Regions from separate parts of the Mus musculus genome. Here region 2 is linked to region 1. The links are chromatin contacts, called in public promoter capture Hi-C maps. All regions are on one chromosome and are shown on one strand. Each heading gives the region's core, a stretch centred on a gene start, on an enhancer-like site or on the middle of the called end of the contact. The rest is flanking DNA. Distances are from core to core; before and after follow the strand shown. Region 1 holds the start of 2610306M01Rik (RIKEN cDNA 2610306M01 gene). Region 2 holds the start of Gkn3 (gastrokine 3).

The links. Capture Hi-C pulls out chosen DNA fragments and counts their contacts.
Region 2: a contact with region 1 is called in a promoter capture Hi-C map of liver, with 2.0 times the contacts expected there. The contact joins the promoter of Gkn3 here to the promoter of 2610306M01Rik in region 1. A contact is called at or near these places in 2 of 115 datasets of contacts at active chromatin or transcription factors (bone marrow-derived macrophages and pancreatic cancer cells) and 1 of 9 other capture datasets (liver).

Annotation. Positions count from the first base shown.
Region 1 is chr6:86,846,541-86,853,965 of GRCm38.p6, forward strand. 2610306M01Rik (RIKEN cDNA 2610306M01 gene) reads right to left here and starts at 2,900. Exons shown (of 1, transcript NR_028298.1): 1 at 1,867-2,900. It overlaps Aak1 (AP2 associated kinase 1), which reads left to right and starts at 2,965. Exons shown (of 16, transcript NM_001378654.1): 1 at 2,965-3,675. The coding sequence starts at 3,513.
Region 2 is chr6:87,384,031-87,391,455 of GRCm38.p6, forward strand. It overlaps Gkn3 (gastrokine 3), which reads right to left and starts at 4,905. Exons shown (of 6, transcript NM_026860.1): 1 at 4,764-4,905; 2 at 3,333-3,386; 3 at 3,021-3,155; 4 at 1,437-1,544; 5 at 305-446. The coding sequence starts at 4,805.

The DNA.
Region 1 (7,425 bases), core at 1,650-4,149:
AGGTAAAGAGAAGACAGCCCCTTGACTCTGAGACACTTCATTGCAAAGATGAAATGCTGGACAGGGACCCAAGGCACGGTCGGACGTGTTATAGAAAGTGTGTTAAGTTTGCAGAATGACTCATTTGAGAGTATCTTGTTCTTGAGAACTAGTGAGCTCTGGTTTTGTGGTTAATGGGTATCAAGATCTAGTGTTCTATGGTCAAAGCTCTAGAGAGCCACATAGATTCCTACTTGTGCTTAAGGCTTTTAGTCAGTTTCTTCCTCCTAAGTAGACAGGTTAAGTTTGAGCTCAGAAGCCAAAGTGTTTGGGCTTGAATCCTGGTGTTGCTAGCTGCTGCCAGTGTGATTCTGGGCTTATTATCTACCTTGTGATTCAGTTCTTCACCTTTAAAATGATCTTAAAAATAGTACTCTATAGCCAGGCGGTGGGAGCACATGCCTTTAATCCCAGTACTTGGGAGGCAAAGGCAGGCGGATTTCTGAGTTCGAGGCCATCCTGGTCTACAAAGTGAGTTCCAGGACAGATAGCCAGGGATATACAGAGACTCCCTAAACCAAAAAAAGAAAAAAAAAAAAAAAAAAAAAAAAAGAAAAAAACCAACCCCCCCCCCAAAAAAGTACTCTGTTTCATAGGTGACAGTGAGGATTAAATAATATAATATATACAAAACTAGAAAACCTGAGTAATAATTGCTATTAATATTAGTCCTTGAAAGGATGAAAACAATAGATTTAGTCTCCTATTAGTCACTTAGTTATTTCTGTCAGATTGTGATCAAGCTATACTTTAAAAACAAACCAACCAACCAACCAGTGTGTTCCAGCATTTGGGAGGCAGAGGCAGGCAGGTTCCTATGAGTTTGAGGCAGCCTGATTTACAAAGAGAGTTCCAGGCCAGGCAAGTTACAAAGTATGACAGCCATTTTCATCCCCCCACCCCCACCCCACTCGCGCATACACACCAGTCAATCAATGTATAGGAATGATTGCTGCAGTCCCCTTCTGTTAAACAGTGGTCTTTCACTCAGGCTGAGTGCCTACTAAAAGCATGTTACTCAGTGGGAGTAGGCTGCCTTACTCCTTCTGGAAAACCTTGACTGTCTGAAGTGAGGCTTGAGATTTGAGCAAACCTGGTCTGTACCAGGAGAGTGGAGAAAATTAAAACCCGATAAGGCACCAGGGCTCGATGGACAGACTAACAGACTCTTTAAAGGTCGGTCAAAATTAATGGTGCTGAGAAAGATGAGGGGCTGTAAGCCCACTAAGATTTCCCATCTATTTTAAGACACACACTAAGCTTCTGTAACAGAAATCAAGCCTTTTAAGGAAGGCGAGGAGAACACACCCTGGGCTGAGTTAGGAAGATGTTCCGCAGGTGCTGAGTCTCACCCTTAAGGTGGCTGTAGGATTGTGTGAACTGAGGTGGCAATACTGGCTCTCTCCGGAAGTTAAGATGCTATCTCTCTCCGGAGAGTTATATGACTATGGTACCACATGAAATAAGAAACCGCAATAGCCACCGCCAGCACAGCCGGACTCAATATTCAGATTAACCAAGAGCCATCTTTTTTTGTTCTATTTTTCAAGACAGGGTTTCTCTGCATAGCCCTGGCTGCCCTGGAACTCATTCTGTAACCCAGGTTGTCCTCGAAATCAGAAATCTGCCTGCTTCTGCCTCCCAAGTGCTGGGATTAAAGACGTGAGCCACCACTGCCCAGCAAGACCCATCTTTTTTTATTTCCTGGGGGCCCCCTTCTAGATCTTCCTCAAGTGCCTGAAGTAGAAATTCTGGGATGAACTGCAAGAGGGTAGTTGCATCTTTAAGAAGTGTGGGGAGCTGGTGGAAAAATAACCTATACTCAAAAAAGAGAAAAAACCATGTATTTCTTGGGGGAGAGGGCAGGGGAGGCAGGGATTTGGCACGACAACAACATCTTCTGTGAAGCAATCTAGGAGGAGAGATCTCAATTCCTTTCCAAATCCTTAGCATTTGACAGGTGCCAATCACACAGCCCTGTACTCTATCCGCACCCAAGCGATCCTTAGTAAACACAGCATCTTCTTGCGAAAGATTCTGAAGAGAAAGCAGTAGGTGTGTCTAAAGTTCCCTTTAAAGGCGTGAATATATCTGGTAAGGACCAGGCAAATCTGGGTCGGCAGAGGGCCATGGTTTGGGGTGGAGCCCAAGGATGGATGTAGCCTGGTCCCTAGATGCTCCGTGTACTGGATCTCCCGCAGTTCCTTCTTCGACCCTCAGGCTTCTCAGTTCTCATCGTGGTCGGGGACCGGAAGACACCTGCTTTGTTTCCTTCAGCACCGAGATTCCGCTCGGCTCCCTGCTGGCATCATACCCACTTCTCCCCAGCCCCCAAGCCTTCAGTACCTCCGCTCCCATGACGTCGGGGAACTCCCAAACCCAACTGGGGCGAGGCAGCTAAACCGCGTCCTTCAGGTGTCAGTCCGGACTCCTGTGAAACCACAATTCCCAGAGTGCCTCTGTCCATGAGGCCAAGCCATAGATAAAATGGCTACAGAGAGTGGGACGTGCAGCTGGAAAACTAGTCTCTGGTGACTTTAGCAGATGTACTTAAATACCCGAAGCCTCACTTCTGCACCACTCCACTATCATCTCCAGTCCCTGGAGACGGCGTCCGAAGGTGCGCTCGCTCCCGGGGCATCTTGGGAATTGTAGTCCAGATGCCAGATTACCCCGAACTACTCTTCCCAGGGTGCTCAGCGGCAGGACTACGGCAACGCTCTCTTCCAAGTGTCTCTGTCCCGAGTTCCACTGCTCTGGTTCCCTTCTTGCCATCGGTTTCTTTCGCTCTGTAGCTATAGCTGGTGCACCTGAGACGGCCCCTGAGAAGGGGCTGTGCGGCCCTGAGAAGCACTTCCGGTGGCAGGTCACTTCCGGGTGGGTGGTCGGAGCCGACGGGCGCGCGCGCGGGGGAGGGGCGGCCTCAGCGCGGCGCTCGGGGATCAGCTGGCGGGCGGGCGGGCGCCGAAGCGGCCCCGGCTCTGCGGCAGCGCCGCCTCCTTCGTGTCGCAGGCCGGCGGCCGTGGCCATGTCGCGGGGCTGGTAGCTGGGCTCGCCGCCGAGCGGCCGCTAGTGGGTGTCCGGGGCCCGGGGCGGGGGTCCGGGCAGGGGTCCGGTGCGTTTCCAGGGCTTTCCCGAAGAAAATGCACGCAGCGTTTCCTCTGGATGACGGCCTGTGCTTTCCCTAGGACCCGGCAGTTAGGCTCTGGAGTGTGTTACTGATTCATCCTCTCTCTGCCTCTGTCATCGCAGGTTTAAACTTAAACGATCGCTCCCCGAGGAGGAGGGGACCCGCCGCGCGATTGACAGTCTATTCCTGCAGGCGCCGTCCCTCAGCCCCCACCCCACGGCCGGATTCCCGGGGCTCTGCTCAGGGCTGAAACCGGAGAAGAAATCCTTAGATCTCTTTTCTTTACAACAAATACGAACCTAGAAACCATCGGCATTTTGCCTTGGCATTTCATATTGGAAAGATGAAGAAGTTTTTCGACTCCAGGCGGGAGCAGGGGAGCTCTGGCCTGGGTTCAGGCTCCAGCGGAGGAGGGGGCAGCAGCTCAGGCCTGGGCAGTGGTTACATCGGAAGGGTCTTCGGCATCGGGAGGCAGCAGGTCACCGTGGACGAGGTGTTGGCGGAAGGTATGTTGGGAAGCCAGTGCGCGGTGAATTAATCTCGTGTGCTGATGTGGCAAGACTCTGGTTTCTAGTTGTATGAATGGGTTTTGACCAACTGACCCTCCCTTCCCCCTCTGCACTTTCCTTGCGAGTCATTGTCCTTGAGAGAATTAAAACTCAGACTGGGAATTGACAGGGCTTGGGGGGGCAGTATTGCCCAAATAGTTTACCTCAGTGGCCTTTCATTTGGGTGGGTGGGGGGAGCGCGTGGAGAAATCTCTTCCTTTGACCGAATTATTCGGATCCTATGTGTGAAGTATAAGTGAAATGCAGGGTGGTGGTCTTGCCATTTCCCTGAAACTTTAAATTCTGATGCGGAGGCTGAAGGGTGGGGATGGGGAGAGATCTTAAAGGAGAGGGGGGCTTCTCCCACCTAACTTTCCTATTTCTTTAAGTAGGTAGCCAAAGAGGATTTCTCTGGGGACAGGAATGCATTTTTTGGTGTTTTGGTTAGGTTTGTTTCTTTACCCAACTGCAGTGAGGTCCCCAGGATGTGGCTAAGATAAAATCATAAGCGAATGAGATGGTTTTGAACTCAGACGCCTAGGCCTCTTTTCTCCTTTTAGTTTCTATTAAGAATGACTTAGGATTGGCTCTGGTTTAGTGTTCTCTCAGTTGGAGAGGATGCTGTGTGGTTTCTCTCGGTGTGTGCTCGTTGGTCTATCTGTGCTCCTGCAGATACATATTTTTCTGCCCCAGGCTTTAGGGAAAATCTTGAGTGTTTCTTGGGTAACCTTAACCTCGACCTTCGTAATTATGCCAGACTGATACTTTTCACAGCTCATTGCCTGCTTACTGTGCTTTTATTTTTAATAAAAGCAGCAATTTCCTTGGCATGAAGCAATTTAAACTAATTGGATAGGACCAGTCTGCTGTAGGTTGCGTTACAGCCTGCCAAGGCTTGGGTCTGGGGGAGGCCTCAGTGAAGGCAGCATGGTGGTAGAGGCTAGTCTATCAGCGAGGGAAGGAGGAATGAGAGCTAAGCAGCCCCTTCGAAAAGGAGGCTTTTGCAAGCTGAGGTTGAAGGAAGGACCTCTACCTGGGCCTAGGAACTGCCTGTCATGGTGAGTCTTGTAGGGTGGTGGACGGGTGGGTGGGAAGAGGCCAAAGCTGTGTTAGACTTAGTTTGTGTAAGTACTGGATTTGGCAAGGCCCAGTTTCTGAGGATACATTGAAGCCTATACTTAAAAAGCACAATTTTGAAGAGATATCTGATAATTTCCTTGTAAATTACTGCTGCTTTTTTTATTTTTTATTTTCCATTCTTAGTATTGTTCCGACTGGACTTAATCTGGGCCTGAGTTACAATCCTTTCTGAACCTTTCCTTGAGGATTCTGGTGCAGGGTGGGAGATGCTGCTATGTCTGCTGCCAGATCTGTACCTTGGAATCTGAGCTGACTCTTATCCTGTAGCCAAAGTCCTTGACTACAGTGGGGGGTGGGGAGGGAGAGGGGGGTGAGAGAGAGAGAGAATGAGGAAGGAGATGAGATCAGGAGGATGGCCTCAGAGCCCAGGAACATTTTTTTCAGCTAGGATGTTTTCTCATCACGTGTTGCCCTAAGCTTTGCTTATTCTCTGAGTCTGGAAGAGTGGTGGGAAAGAGAAAACACAGAATCAGCCTTTGTTTTCTAGGCTTCCCTGGAATTCATCCTGAGAGCTGCACATTGTGCATTCTGATATTTTAAAAAGTAGAACTTTGGGCTTGGATCTGTTGATTCATTCGTTTATTCATTCAGCCAACAGTCACAGAGTGCTTGTGATGTGGCCAGTTCTGTGCTAGGCTCTGGGGACATGATGTTTAACTAGATGTTAGCATTTCAGAGCTGTTTGAAGAGATAGAAAATGGACAGTTAGTGATAGTGTCACCGTAAGAGTAACCTACGGATCAGTTGCTACAAATCTTGTCCTTAGGGCCCCTCAGTGTTAGGGAGCTAAGACACGTTTTGTGGAATGAGCGAGTGTGGTAACAGCACGGGCTGAGGCTGTGCATGAGTGTAGCATTTAAAATTTGGTCTGGCAAATTTTTTGGCTATGATTGAGCTTCAGTTGTGGCCTTTGAAGTACGTGACTATGTAGGAGTCAGTATTTATGTGGCACTACTGAGTTCAAAGACACTGCTAAGGTTTAAAAGGGGTGAGAGATAGAAACTCTAAAGTGTGATGCGTGCCTTTTAAAATTAGCCAGTGGGTTTCATTGAGGTGCTGAGATCATGCTTGTGTTGTGCAAGGTAGCCAGGTAGCTACATCTCCAGCCGTGATGTCTGCCTTTAGGGAACTGCTAGTCAGTGTAGGAAGAAAATAAATTCATTTGTACATATAGTAGTGTGCTTATGGCCACAGATCCTATAGTCGGACAGATTTAGGGTCAATTTTTGGATTTGTTTTTGTTGTTAAACCTTTTTACATCGTGTGTGTATGTTTTCTCTAAGATAGCTCACCATTTCCTGGACCTGTTTTAAAAAGCATCTATTATATTATTACTACTATTGTTGTGCATGTATGCTGCACACAAGAATGTGTGTGCATGTGTCACAGAGTGCAGAAGTCAGAAGGCAGCAGTGTGATGTTAGCTTGCCTCTTCTACCTTTACATGTGTTTTGGGGTCTAGAATCAGATTGTCAGACTTTTGTGACAAGTGCCTTTTCTTGGTGAACCGTTTTGTTGGTCCCCTCTGAATCTTTTGTTTGTTTCTTTTTTCTCTTCTTTATATTTTTCTTTTCTTTTCTCTCTCTTTCTTTCTTTCTTTCTTTCTTTCTTTCTTTCTTTCTTTCTTTCTTTCTTTCTTTCTTTCTTTCTTCTCCCTTTCCTCTCCTCTCCTCTCCTCTCCTCTCCTCTCCTCTCCTCTCCTCTCCTCTCCTCTCCCCCCTTTTTTTTAAACAGTTACGCAACTTAGATGAAGATATTCCACAGGAGCGCTTGTTAGAATTGAAGATCTTTCTCACACCTTACTCTGTAGGTTGTAGGTGTGGAAGTTTAACAAGTTCTGGGCAGAATCTGACTTAAGCTAAAGTCCGAGTTCCACTGCCCTGAGGTATTTGAGGACTTAGTATGACAGTGTATATAAGGAATTTATCACTTTCAAAGTGATTACTTCGATACATGGTAGCTGTTATTTACCCAGTGACAGCGTGTTTAGAGTTAAAGGTGAGTGGGGAGCAGGTGAAGGCTGGTTTGACTGGGACAGGGCTGAGTCAGATGCTCTTTGCAGTACTGTGTGGGTAGCAGTACCCTTCCCTGTCTCCTCTTCTCCAAATCCTCAGGTTCTTATCTGTCCACCAGTTCCAGCTAGAGTTGCTGTGATAAGAGTTCTATACCAAGTACCCCAGGCACTGGCCAGGCCATAGGGTGGTCATAGTGGGAGTTTTCAAATGCAGACCTGATTATCACCACATCCTGTTCACAATTTCCTTTTCCCCAGTGTGGGTATTGGTCTGTGCTTCATAGTAAGAGACTGCCAGAACTCCAGGCATCAGGTGCTGGAGAAGAGGGGAATGCAAGGCTGCCATCTCCAGCAACAGCAGCAGTCTTTCTAGAATGGCTCTCTGGCTAGTCCTGGAGGAACATGGTTGTCTAGAAGAAGGTGAGCCTCGATCATGAATTAGAGGGATATGGACATCTCTAGGCTGAGTGCTTTCTTACCTGTAGGAGATGATAAACCATGTCTGAGTTAATAATCATGTGATATCAAGGGAAGATTTGGCTTAAGCTTCTAGA
Region 2 (7,425 bases), core at 3,655-6,154, 540 kb after region 1:
GAGTACCGAGGGCTCCAAAGTCAATGGCCTTCCCCTACAGTGGGTGTGGCTAAGCTCGAGTCAGGGCTGGGTGTCCATCAGCCATCAAATCCCAAAGCAGTCTATGGCGGCTCCCCTACTCTCCATCCCCCCTCCCCCCGCCATGAGCCTTGTAAGGAATCCCCTACATCCCAAACACGCGGCTTCTCTTCCACTGGAGAAAAGATGGAATGAGCGATGTCATTGCATTTTGCCAATAGGTCCCGAAACTCCTCCCTTTTCTTTTGATTCATGCATCACCTCCTGTTTCCAGCAGTGAACACACCTTCTTTTTGCTGCCGAGCAAAGTAGGTGGGGACGGCTCTGCACAGGTCTTTGATTGGCACTCCGTATTGGGCCAAGTTTTTGATTCGGCTGGGTAAAACTGTGTAGGTCAGTCCTCGAGTAGGTGGGTAGTGACCGGAAGCCTGTAAGAGGGGGCGTCTCAGATACGGCATATCCAAGAAGGGGTTCACAGGGGAGCTGTGAGGATTCGTGGGGAGATTCAGTACCAATCCAGACTTGCTCTCCGGTGTCTCTAGCTGCAGTGTTTTATTGAGCCTCAGGAGGGCGAACAAGGCTCTGGCAAACTCTGGACCCAGTGGCGTTTTCTATTAGCTTTGGGTGCGTTCTCATTAACCCTGATTAGTTTAAAACATTTATTGCGTTTATATTTCGTCAGTTTAGATGAACAGGACACTTTGAACTTCTCTTTTAAAGATTTGTGTATTTTAGTTTTATGCGTAGGAGTGTTTGAAGTTACAGACTGGTGAGAGTCTCCTTGTGGGGGCTGGGAACCAAACCGGGACCCTCTGCGAGAGGAGCAAGTGCTCTTAACCTCCGAGCATTTCTCCACCCACAACTTTTAAAAATAGCATTGCTTTAACACACTTTTTTCCTAGAGTTAGTACCGCCACCCCCAGTTCTGAATGCTGTCCAAATGTGTTGACATTTAAGCAAAGTTGGAATAGATCCCACAAGTTGCAGAGAATATCCTCCTGGCTTTAACTTATTTAACAGTTCCCAATCTCACTAGAGAGGGTAGGCAAGAACTTCAGCAATCTTGGGCTTAATGGTAATAATGGTGTGTGTGCGGGGGGGGGGGGGGGGGGGCAGGAAAGGCAGGAAGGAAAGAGACAGAGACAGGGTCGTGAAATCATTGCAGTGTTTGCATCCAGCCCCTTGTGTCTTCTAGCATAGTTTGAAGCCATTGGGAATGAGGTCATTACATAGGATATTGATTGATTCAGTTGTGCTTAGCCTTGAATGGGACACCAAAGTCCTTTGAACATGATGTGACTTCATGGCAGGAAGGAGAGACATGGATGAAGCTCCTGTCCATGTCTTAGAGAGTGGCTGTTACGTTGGAAAGCCCCATAGTAGACACCAGTCAGAGACACCTGGACACGCTCACTCACCTGTTTGCCCAGGGCCTGGGTAATATCATCCAAACTTGGGAAGGCTGCTGGGTCCATCTTTGCCAGAACACAGGCCATCTTGCTAAACAGCTTAGCTGCCAGGAGGTCCTTAAAGCAACAGAGCAGAAACGTGTTACCTATCGTCTCAGTACTAATGCACCTGCTCGCCTCAGGGGTGCAATACCCTGCTAGTCTGACCGAAATGCGGAACATCTCAGAAGGGCTGCACTCTGGATGCCAGAGCACAGGTCAGCTTCTGCTCCTGTCTCCTCTGCTCCTCCTGGTGAAGGTTTTATCTCCCAGGTAGGGTAGGATGGTAATACAACAATGTGGATGATCTTAGGGGCCTGCTCTGCTACTCTAAGGCTCTTGAGAGCCTCAGTTTGTTTGTTTATTTTATCAATAAAGCAGGAGGAATAGCCTTTCTTCTGTGGAGTTGTCATGGAAATGAGGTGAGAGCTGAGGTCCTCACTGCCTGGGGGAATGTTGTATAAGCTGCAGAGGGCTCTCTTGAGTACCCAGGGCAGTTGGGAGGCCTCAGTCAAGACTTGGGTTCTAGAGCTAGGTCTGCCTGCATACCTCTTCCTTGTGGTCTGTTATTTGTTCTTCCCTGGCTTGGATCATAGCTGCAGTTTGCTGCTGCCGGGTCTGACAGAGCCCCAGGTACAGCTGCAAGAAACTCAGCCTCTAGATCAGTCGTTTTCAACACACTGGCTCTGACCCTTTGGGGGTCAAATGACCTTTTTCACAGAGGCTGAATATCAGATGTTCACATTATAATTCATAACAGCATGAAAATTACAGTTATGAAGAAACAATGAAATAATTTTATGGTTGCGGGTCACTGCAACATGAGGAACCATATTGAAGCATCACACTAATGGGAAAGTTGAGAACCTGGGCTCTAGCAGTAATTCTGCCTTCCTTGCGCCACCTAGTGGCCTACTGTGGAATGTTTCCCTGAGGAATTTTTTTTTTTTACTTGGCTTCTCATAGCATCCATTAGAGGCAATCTGTAGTCCGGGAGGATTCAGGGAATCTCCTTGGGAAGTTAAGAGTCAGGGAGGTGAAGAGAGAGAAGGCGTTAGGGGAAGATAACCTAGCGGACGCGGGGAGAGTGGAGAGGACACCTTGTGTCTATTCTGAGTCTTCCAGTGTGCTGGAGAGAATGTGACAGAGTGAGGAGGACCTGGGTGGCAAAGGGCTGAGTGGGGAGGCTGGGTGGTGACTTCGTTCCATCCTTTAAAGTCCCACTAGGTAGGAGAGGCAGCTGCTGGAGTTGTTTTGCAGATTTGGCAACCGAGGCACGCTAAACAGAAAAATATTCTCCGCGGTCACAGAAGATTTTATTAAAGAGTTCGGCTAAGTCACAGGGTTACTCTTCCTGGTTATGTGTCATCCTAAGGGGCCTCGTTACTGAAGGAGGTGGTGATTCATAGCCGCATTCCTTTAGAAGTCAACATTAGAAGACAAACCAACTTCTATAGCACACCCCAGTCCCTGAGGAAGACAGTGAAAAGGCTTCCATTTGGAGCAGACCTAAGAGCTCTCTTGTCCTTGTAATAAGTGCGTTTCACATCTTACGTTCTTGTAGTCCATGACTCCATCCCATTCACTCTGAACGCTGTTGTCTCGGATGCTGACCACACCTCTGAGGGCATCGACATGGATGGTCTGGGTCCCCACAGAGCCATCCAGAGGATAACTGTCGCTAGTGTTCTAGAAGGAGCAATCAACAATGAGTAAAGCCAGTGGCCCCAAGTGTCTATCTGCTCATCCTGTGCAGGGTTAAGGGGGAATCCATGAGAAACTACAGGAATAATACCCCTGGGTATTATCTTTGAAATGTTTCTGCTAAAAGACATAGGTAGACTGGACCCTCTCCACCATACTCACCGTCAGCGCCAGAGCTGGAACTAGAAAGACAGTCACAAGAATGGAAGGCGCAATCTGAAATGGAACAAAGGTCACTGTGCTTAGTCCTTGGCCTCTGATGAGCTTAGACTCCAGGGCTGCCTTGCTGGGGTCCACAGCTTTCACCTCCCTCCATCCCTGCAGAGTTCCCAGGTGTGTCAGGACACTATAGCTTACTGTGTTCACACAGGGTGTGCCTGCTGCTCAGGAGGCAAGGTTTTGTCAGTCACTCAAGGACACTCCTATGTGGCTTCTACTGTCAATCACTGGGATAGATTTAGCCAACCTGACAGGGTAGGATCAGCCTGGACCACTATAGCTCAGGCCTCCCACTCTTCCTTTTTGTGCTACCTCTCTACTTCCAGGGCTGGGCACATCCTCTACTCCAGCTCTTGATCCAAACCCCAAATCTCACAGTCAGCCCTATTCCGCCTCTGCCCACCCTCCATCCCCCCTGGAAACTGACACCCTCCAGGCTTCCTTTCCTCTGAATTCTCTTACCTTGCCTAAGAAGAAAGCTACTCACTGTTATTTGCATACTATTTTGGGGGAAATTATGTTAGAATGTACCTAGGCCTTAAAATATTTAAGTTGTTCAGTTCCTCTATGTGGTGTGCTCTGCCCATCAAGGGAGTTTTCTGCAGCAGACATTAATAAAAGAATAGGGGGCTGGGTTAAGCTAGCCATAGTTTCTTGTGTACTTGAGGCTGGCCCAGCTCAAGTGCACCCATCATGACAAGTGGGACTGGCAGGGTCCTCCCTTCTCTTAACATCCATGAAAAGTCGGCATCTGGCTTCAGTAACAAACGGGGCCCCTGAAAGTCAAAGGAAGCGGCTATTCTACAGTGTTATCATCACCACAGTGCAGTGCAGCGCAGCTGCCATAGACACAGAGCTGCAGAGGGTGAAGCTGCTTTAGTGAAAGCTGGATGTGGTCGTGCCTGCCTTGAATGCCAGCACCCAGGAGACTTAGATGGAGGATTTGGAAAGTCTGAGACAAGCCACAGCGAGTCAAAGTAGCCTGGACTACAGAATGAGGCCTTGTCTTAAAAAAGCCAGAGGGACAAAAAGCACTCTATCCCAGCTGGCCCCACATGCATCTAAGCTATTCCCCACTGGCAATTTGTAAATACGGAAAACCACTGCAGACAAGACTCCAGCATATGAGTATCTACCTGGCCTCCAAAGAGTCTTGACTTTTAAGAAATTAGTTATTGATTCCATTAGAGGACACCCTTCCTTCAGATTCTCCAAAACAGAAGTGCCAACAGAAGATTGCACACCCAATCATCGTTTGAAAATTCTGCCTGGGTTGATTTGAACAGTTCCTGGGGCAGGGAGGATCCAGACCTCCTTGGCTGGTCTGACTGGGATATATATATGCTCCACATTCAAAGTTAAAGATGTACTCACAAGGCGTCTCATGTTGTCTCTCTCCAGCGAATGCAACGGCATGCATAATACAATTTTCTATGATCCGTTCATTTCCCAAGTCTAGTTTATATAGACTTCAGCCTCTCAGGTCTCACTATGATAAGGGGCTCAGGGACTGGTTATCTACGATCCAGAAACCATTAGGGGGAAAGCTAGTTATGTAATTACGGTTATCATTTCCTTTTACTAGATCCGAGTGTTTTTCTTTCTCTCAATAGCTCGGCAGGTTCCAAGGCAAACACTGGATAAGAATAGGTCTTTGTGGCTCGTGTACTCCTGACCCCAGAGCCACTGTGTAAGGACTTATAAGCTGCTGATACAAAATCAAGGGGATCACACTTGAACTTCTTGATTTCTGAAAAGTATTCTTTTCCTAACAGTGAGAGCGGGTCGAAGAAACCTCATAAAACCCAAGAGACAAACTGATTTACAAGATTATTGATTGGCAAACAGTCTTGTCCCTTCCTCATCCAAACACAGATCACACAGTTTGCTCTGCACCCTCTGCCTCCACCAACTTCATCTCTATTCATTTCTTCAATGCCCTCTCTGTCTGACGTAGCTCAGGTCCCAGTGAACTCTCTGATGCTTGGTCCCACTAATGTGGATTTTCTGGTTTGCCTCTTCATTTCAGGGTAGTTTTTCTACCAAATCAAACCAAACCAAACCAAACAAAACCTTTGACTTGCTGCAGAACTACTGAGACATGAGGAACTCTGACCCTCACACAGTAGCACCAATTCAAGGGCTTTCACACACTTGTTTTTTCAAGCTCTGATTGGTGGCGCCCCAGACGTCTGGATGAAATTCAATTCCCTAGAGTCAGACATTTCTTTCAAGAGGAGGATTACAGAGATGACCCTGGGCATCAACGTGATCAGAGCAAGGAAGGCAGGCAGGCAGCTCAGCCCTGACTGGGCTCGGTGCAATTTGGCTATGGGAAGAGCAAATAGCTAGGCTTTGGAAACTGCCAGGTCACTCAGGGTTGAGATAACACCATAATCCCATCTGCAGTGTTCCTGATACTTTATAAAAAACAACACACGGCCCACATACTCAGCCACCACTGTGTCAGCAAAACAGATTACAGAAGATTACAAGGAAATATAACTACATGTGTTTATATGTGCCTTATAAATAGAACTTATAGGCCAATACCACAGTCATGATTTCAGCTTTGTAGTGCCAGTGGTGTGGGTTGGGAGGAACTGCGCTGTTAACCATTTTGCAAATGAAGACAGATTAATGGTGCCAATCACATTCAACTCCTACCTCTGCACTAGCCAGTACTATGACTGCACAGCTAAAATGTGAGTTCGAATTTCTGGACTTCAAAGGATCAAACTGTATGTATTTCCTTCCAACCACAATGTCCTTTAGAGTTAATTTATATTCAGCTGCAGATCAAAAAGGGCAAAGGTTCTAATTCTATGCCACCACCCAAGGTCTTCTGTGTTTAAGGGTTACTGTGTGAACAACTAATTTCGTTGGAGTCTCTCTTCAAGTGGGGAGCAGAAGCCATTCAATGGGCAGCTAGGTACCCCTCCTCTTATGCTAAGGAGCAGAGAAACCAAACTACAGGCAGCTATGTCCTAGAGGGAGAACCAGCAGGTGATCCCAAATGAGCTTCCATTCTGGAAAGATCTATGAGAGGACACCTAGCTAGGGCTCCAGACAGGAAGGAGACTCCAGTCCGTAAAGAGATGCAGAGAAATGGCCTCAGGGAATCAGAAAGCCTTGCAGAGGCAGCAACCCCTGCCCTTCACCAGTATCCATCACGAGGGGGCTCTAGCAGTCATTCAACTTTCTCCTCGGATGTTCAGTGAGACCAGTCTGGGGTTTCACTCCCTACTAAATGGAGTCTCTGTTGACTGATGAAAAGAAGCTATGATATTTTTAACAATAAAAGACCTCAGGCAACTGGAGTTAAAATAAGAGCATTGGACTGCTACTTTAAATAATGGTGGTTCAGCTGGTGACTAAATAATCTATCCACATTCAGTTTTGCAAAGGCCACTAACCATGTGTCAGGAGGAGTGGCCAAATCTGTTCAACCTTGGCCTCTTACTGAGCAACACGTTCACTGAGATGACGTTTAGAAAGTACCTCCTTTTGAGTTTACATATGATTTTTCAACATGCCTCAAGCTCTTCTGGTCCTCAGTATGACTTGGCTACTGCTGCCCCTTGCCTCTGCCTTCAGACACTTTCTAGTCTATCACATACACTGAGCACATCTGGCCTTCCGTCTTGCCCATGGGCCGCCCTGGCTTTGCTGACTAGGCCCCCTGTTCATGACTGGACACCCTAATTTCATCCTTTTCTGCCTTCTCTGATTTATGTTTGGATACTATACGCCCCCACCCCCAATCTCTAGGCTTGCCTCACTCCCAGGCAAATGTCTTCCTTGTAAGCGTAGCTCCTTGCCTGTAACCCTTGTGTGCATGTTTCCATTGGGTTTCATTTGTTTGTATAGTTGTGTGACCAGGGCATTAAATTGGACACCTATGCCACTCAACTGCCAAGTTCATAAATTAGAAATTTTGTTGTGTTTTCTGGTAAAACTGCAGCACCAGAGGAGATATTCGGGAATTCATATGCTAAATGGCTGAATAAGTGGATTTTATGCACGACGCATTATC